2 separate regions of the Mus musculus genome follow, and region 1 is linked to region 2. A link is a contact called in public ChIA-PET data. All regions are on one chromosome and are shown on one strand. The core of a region is the stretch at or near the end of the contact, and the rest is flanking DNA. Distances in the headings are between cores, read along the strand shown. Region 1 overlaps Dnm3 (dynamin 3). Region 2 holds the start of Suco (SUN domain containing ossification factor).

The links. ChIA-PET counts read pairs in DNA pulled down with a chosen protein or histone mark.
Region 1: an RNA polymerase II ChIA-PET map of memory CD8 T cells shows a contact between it and region 2, with 60 read pairs. The contact joins the enhancer-like site here to the promoter of Suco in region 2. A contact is called at or near these places in 1 of 39 promoter capture datasets (the HPC-7 cell line), 2 of 484 Hi-C or Micro-C datasets (the HPC-7 cell line and Sertoli cells) and 3 of 115 datasets of contacts at active chromatin or transcription factors (bone marrow-derived macrophages, extraembryonic endoderm stem cells and memory CD8 T cells).

What each region holds. Positions count from the first base shown.
Region 1 is chr1:162,206,012-162,208,905 of GRCm38.p6, forward strand. All of the region lies in intron 14 of Dnm3 (dynamin 3), which reads right to left. Among named protein-coding and RNA genes, the nearest start is that of Dnm3os, 10 kb to the right of the region's middle. Within about 2 kb of position 1,395, at least 132 of the 459 cell types and tissues checked have an H3K27ac peak or open chromatin away from gene starts, as enhancers often do. A contact at or near this core is called in the HPC-7 cell line, bone marrow-derived macrophages and memory CD8 T cells, where this site is marked.
Region 2 is chr1:161,875,274-161,878,067 of GRCm38.p6, forward strand. It overlaps Suco (SUN domain containing ossification factor), which reads right to left and starts at 1,409. Exons shown (of 24, transcript NM_001357402.1): 1 at 1,038-1,409. The coding sequence starts at 1,099.

The DNA.
Region 1 (2,894 bases), core at 145-2,644, 330 kb after region 2:
TGAAAATCTGCAGATATTACTGAAGCTATCATGTATTAATGTTTAATATGGGTCAGGACCATACTGAAAGCCTTTACAAACTAATCTGGATAATCTTCTCAGCTGCTCTGTGAGGTAAAAGCTCTTAGTACCTCCCTCTTTTGATGAAAAGTAAGAAATGTCAAGTAACCCTCGCCAGATAAAAGTAGAGCCAGGGATTGCTCAAAGCGTAGTCCTCCATCTCTTCACCCTGGGTCCTAAGGACATCAACCCCACATGGTGACAATACAGACAACACAAACACAGCAGAAACTGGTTAGCCATGTTTAAACAGGCAAAAGGATGCTTTTAGAGCAACATGAACATTTGTGTAAATCCCCATTAATCCAAAAGATTAGTTAACATCATTATCTTTCTTCCTAACAATTGTTTGTGGATTGGCCTTTTCCATCCAATTTTCTGCAGGCAAGTTGTGTTTAACTTTGTATATCCATCAAAAGTGTTCCTGGTGTATTTGATGTTTGTGATGTGAGTGAATGAAGGTATAAATAAAAGAATGGGTGACTAGAGGTTTGCTTTTATATCTTCTAAGAAAATGGCAGTTTCCAAAGGTATTAGATCCCTGGGCTATGAATCTAGGCCTGGACAGATCGTGTATCATTAAGTATAGGCAGTTTAGAGTTTTCAGATTCGAAGATAAAATAGGTGAAAACGTGCTAAATTAGAGTGCATAAAATAAACCTTGATTAACTCAGCCTCTTTTCTCTACCGTAAAGTGGGACAGAAAATCAATTTATGGAAGGAAAGCTTAAATCTACTTAAGTATATAATCAACTTAATTTTATAATCTGCTCCATCTTACTGGCTTTCTCAAAGCACAAGACCTTCTGAATTCAGAAACACATGTCCATAGATTCTCAGTGTGGGTCTGGATGACCCAATCCTGTTTGTAAAATAAATAAATAAATAAATAAATTTCCCAATTGAGTGAGTAGTCTTCCTGATTCTACTCAAAAATGTATTGCTCAAGATACATTTTATCTTAATTGGGCTTACTTTATATTTTGAATGTCAACTTCGTGACATATTTAAACTGCAAAAGAGTCATTAAATGGTGAACTTCAAAGAAAACAAACTTTCAGAATATTTTTCTGAAAATCAAAACAGCTCAACCACTTTCCAACTCCACCCATATGACGTTTTCATATACAGAGTTTTAAATAGCTACATTAAAATACTAGGTTAAATTTTTCCCTATCCCTAGAAGGGGCTGTCTAAAAGTAACCAAAAGCATCATCATCAACAACAAAAACAAAACCTATTTTCTTGCTTCCTTCTTCTTCTCGGGTCAGTGTCTGCCGACCACAGCCTGGAAGCAGACCTTTGTCTTCAGCTCAAGTGTCAGCAGACACAAACCTTAAGCTGCATGATTGTTCATCAACAGGAAGCAAGATGACTCATCGGTCCACGGAGATACCTAAGCTGAGAAGACTCAGCGTGCTTTCTCCTTTCTCAGAGGATCCTATGTGATGGATTAAGTTCCCCAAACTCCAAAATACATTTACGATATAGGATTTTAACATTTAATCCCCTGGCCATTCGTTTTGGCTTTAAACAGATTGTTTATCTTCCTCCCGCGAGCACAAAACGCCATGCCAAAATGGGAACCAGATTTCTCTACTCAGTGAACTTCATGTGGTTTCCCCATTTCTCCTGGCGTCGGTTTCCCGGCAGACATTCATCTAAAAAATTCCTGCTTGAGTGATTTGTTAGGAAGACGGGATCTGGAGCTTTCTGTGGCACATTTTCAACGTATTCCTAACTGCACTAAAGCTGCACTTAGGTCCTTACTCCGGAGCTGCAAAGACCTTTATAAGGGGGCTGGGGGGAGGGGGAGTATTGTGTAGTCTAAAAAGTGACCTTGATTAAGAAATCCCCTTTCTTTGAATTTTCTCATGCAGGAAAGTCTCATGCTAAATAATAGGCATTTATTTGCAGACTCCATTTGGAAACCGTTTTGGAGCACACAGAAATTATAGCTACTTCTGCCATCTAGGAACATAAAATGCAATTGGAAAGGTTAGATATAAAAGCCTAAACAGATTTTTTTTAAAAGGTAGTTTAAAAGGATTCCGAATAGTACGAGCAGCAAATATATGAAAACGATGTCAGGTTTAAGGGAGACACCTGGAAGTATTTGCAAGGTTCTTTGGAGCCGACTTAAATTAAAAAGGTATAATCACTATATACTCCCTACCATTCTCTCTCCTTTGTAAAGGCATTTAGTGTTCATCCTGCTACCCATTCTCTATCTTTTACACACACACACACACACACACCACCACCACCACCACCACCACCACCACCACCACCACCACCAAGGGAAAAGAGAAAGAGGGGGAAGGGAGGGAGGGGTGAACCCATAAAGGAATTACTGTATTACTGTAAGGGGGCAAAAACAATTTCATATCATTTGGGAGTTATTTGTTTTTAAACAATGCATAGGAAGTGCTATATTTATCTGACTGAAAAGGGAACTCAAAACACAAACTCTTAGTGTAACAAGCACTTCACTGGCAAATACATTTCATGTTTTAAAGAAGAAACCAAGTGGGTTGGGGCTGGGGAGAAGGGAGAGGAAAGTGTGGAAAGATGGAAAGGAAGGATACAATAGTGGAAAGGAACAAAATCGCAACTTACTTTCCCGAATGCCTTCTGATCTGTGCTGACTGAACCTAGCTAATTTTTTTTGAATGTCAAATGTCCCTCCCAAGGCCTCTAGGTTTATAAACTTGGCCCCAGCTGTGGGGATTGGTTTGGTAACTTTGCAGTCTAGGGCCTAGCTAGCTGATGTCAGCCACTGGTGGCAAGGGCAGATCCTGAGGGCTATGGCCTAGCTCCACTTCTAGCCTTCT
Region 2 (2,794 bases), core at 159-2,658:
ACAAGAAATACAGTCTTTCCAGTCAGATTTTCTCAGACAAGTGTTTTCTTGAGCCCATATTAATATATTATTCTATGTGAGCAACAACTCTACAACTTGAGCACCTCTGGATTCCATTACACCCATAAAAAAAAGGGAATTATTACTGGCGCTTTGAAGACATAAGGTAAATAAGAAAGTGTGTTTAGATTTTAGTATAAGAAGCAAAATCTCTTTAACACAAAGGCCATCACTTTCAGTCACCAAGTCTCAAGGCTCTTTGGGAATTCCTTCAGAAAGAATGGCTTTTCCAAGTACACCTTTAGCAATCCTTTGGTTCATAAGCTATGTCTGCTCCTGGACATCCAGAGATGTGCTTGAAATTAACTTGAACTCCATAGAACTTCAGAGAAAGGGACAGAGCGGGTCGCAAAAACCGTTTCCTTTCTAGTGCCAAAGAACATGCCCCAAAACTATGGCTGACTCCACATCTGTGATAATCCTCTCCCACCAGGCTAACCGAAAAAGGGCTTCATCAGGGATCCCGCCCGCCCCACGCCGCAGGGTTTCAAGGAGCAGCCCCAAAAGTACTATTGGTCAAGATTGTGCAAGACCTGACCAGAAGAACAACAGTTTAGACATTACTCTTACCCTCATGACGACTCACGTTTTCAAAATCACAGGTCCGGAACACATCACACCTGACTCGCCCCTGCCCTTACCTCATAACGAAAGCAAATGAACTGACAGCAAAACTGAGTAACTCACTCACTAGCTTTCTGAACACTACCCAAACTGCCCTAACTGCGGTGATGGGGTACCCGAGTACAAAGGCAAAAAGTGATCCCCAATATCCCCTTCTCTCCCTGCTGGAACTCTGCAAATTCCAAAACACAACTCGTAAACCACAAGAGGAAGAGCTGGGTGGCCGCTGTGTCCCTGGCTTAGGAGCAGGAGCACCAAGCAACCCAAAAAGCCGAGATGATTTGGGGGTGTGACCCGACCTACTCCCTCTTTCATCCCCACGGGAAGTCCCCAGAGGCCGGCCCCTTACTCACCAGACTAGAGAGCAGAGAGAGAGGCAGGAGACCAGGGCCAAGGCCCGCCGGTACTTCTTCATCTTCTCCTCCTTCTTCCCCCTGCCAGGAGGCGGCACATCCTCCCCACAGCAGCCACTGTCGAGGCCAAGATGGAGGAGCCGGAGCAGAAACGCGAGGATGGGACCGAGAGTCCGAAGAGCAGTGGGGCTTGGGGAGCGGTTCCGCAGCGGCTCGCGTCCCGGATGGCCTCCCCGAGAGGCCCACGGCAACGGGAATAGGGACGCTTCACAGGAGCGCTCGGGAGACTGCCGCCGCCGCCGCTCTGTCTGCCCGCTCGCCCGCGCCCGCCTCCTCCGGCCTTCGCCGCCACTGCCTCCCCATCCCCGCCCCGCCCGCCCGGGCCCTCGCTCCGTGCTGCCGGCGACCAACGGCCGCCGCGTACTCGCCTCTCAGCAGCCAATCCCCGGCCGGGCCAGCGCACCTCGCACTCCACTGAGCTGGGTGGAAGGAGACGCGTCACCCACGTCCCTCTCGGCTCGCGCTCCACAAGTCACAGCGCGGGCCACGCCCCCTCCGCTGACAAAGCTCCAAAACGCCACAACCGCCGCCCAACCTGCGCAGGTCCCACCCACTCGCTGGCGCTCGAACAGGAAGTCCTGTAACCCTCGGTCTTCCGCCTTTCAATGGCCTGCCCACTCTCGCTGGCACGCGCCGCCTCCGCGCACGGGTATCTGGGGCTTGTAGTCCTCCTGCCCGAACCCGCCTTTTTTTTTTTTCCTCCGTAGAACTCGCGGGTTTGGTTCTCGAGTTTTACACTTTCACTTCTCACCTTCAGACTGACTAGCTTTGTCATTTGTCATTGTTAAGTCTATAATTCTTCCTTGGAGCACAGTCATGGAACGGCCTGGAATGACTGGAGAGGGTCAGGAGAAAGCATGCTAATGCAATTTAAAAGTCGGTTTACCGGCAGTGGGTCGGGCTTACTGAGGTAGATGATGATTGGAAGGTAGAAAGAGGCGTGTCAACGTTTCCTCTCACATGATTGGCTGGGAAGGACTGAGCTTTTCTTTCACCTAAGTGAGAATTCCTACCTGCCCGCCAGATTCCTAAGATAGAGCTTTAGTGTTCTTTTTTGTTCTTTTAATTTCGGGCTGTGGGTTTGCTGCTGCAAGGCAGAAAAGACACTACGGACTCTCGGCGTCTGGAAGCAGAGAAAGCGAACTCCTACACATACTTGCTGTGAACAAGAAAAAAAAAAAGAAGTGGTGTTCACAGATGGAGACCCCAAAATCTGTAAAAAGCTGAGGCCCAGAATCCTACTTAGGGAGCGTTGGTGTGCAATCTCAGAATGCTTTGTGGCTACTGCCAGACATCTCTTCAAGTAGCTTACTGATCCTGAAAGACAGCAGTTGGAAGAGACTAGACTTTTGGCCTCTTAGTATAGCAGTTCCTTCCTCTAAGTCTCCCGTGTGCCTATTTAACATATCAAAGCAGAACTGGCTGCCACGTTCTCCCAGCATTCTTCAGTCTCTACCAGTTAGTTGCAGGATTCTTCTCATCAGCCCCTACTCCAAACTTCTCCAGCCCAGGGGCTGGGCAGCCATTCCCTCATGCACCCTTCCCTATATAATCCAGCCATTTTGGTTACCTGGCCCTTTTGGTCTGCCCTTTACCCTCCTGGCCTCTTGATCTCCTGGTCTCCTGGCTCTCCTTGCCTCCTCCACTTTCCTCACATGGCCCCTGCTCAGGTTCGTATTCACTCTGGACTCGTCCAG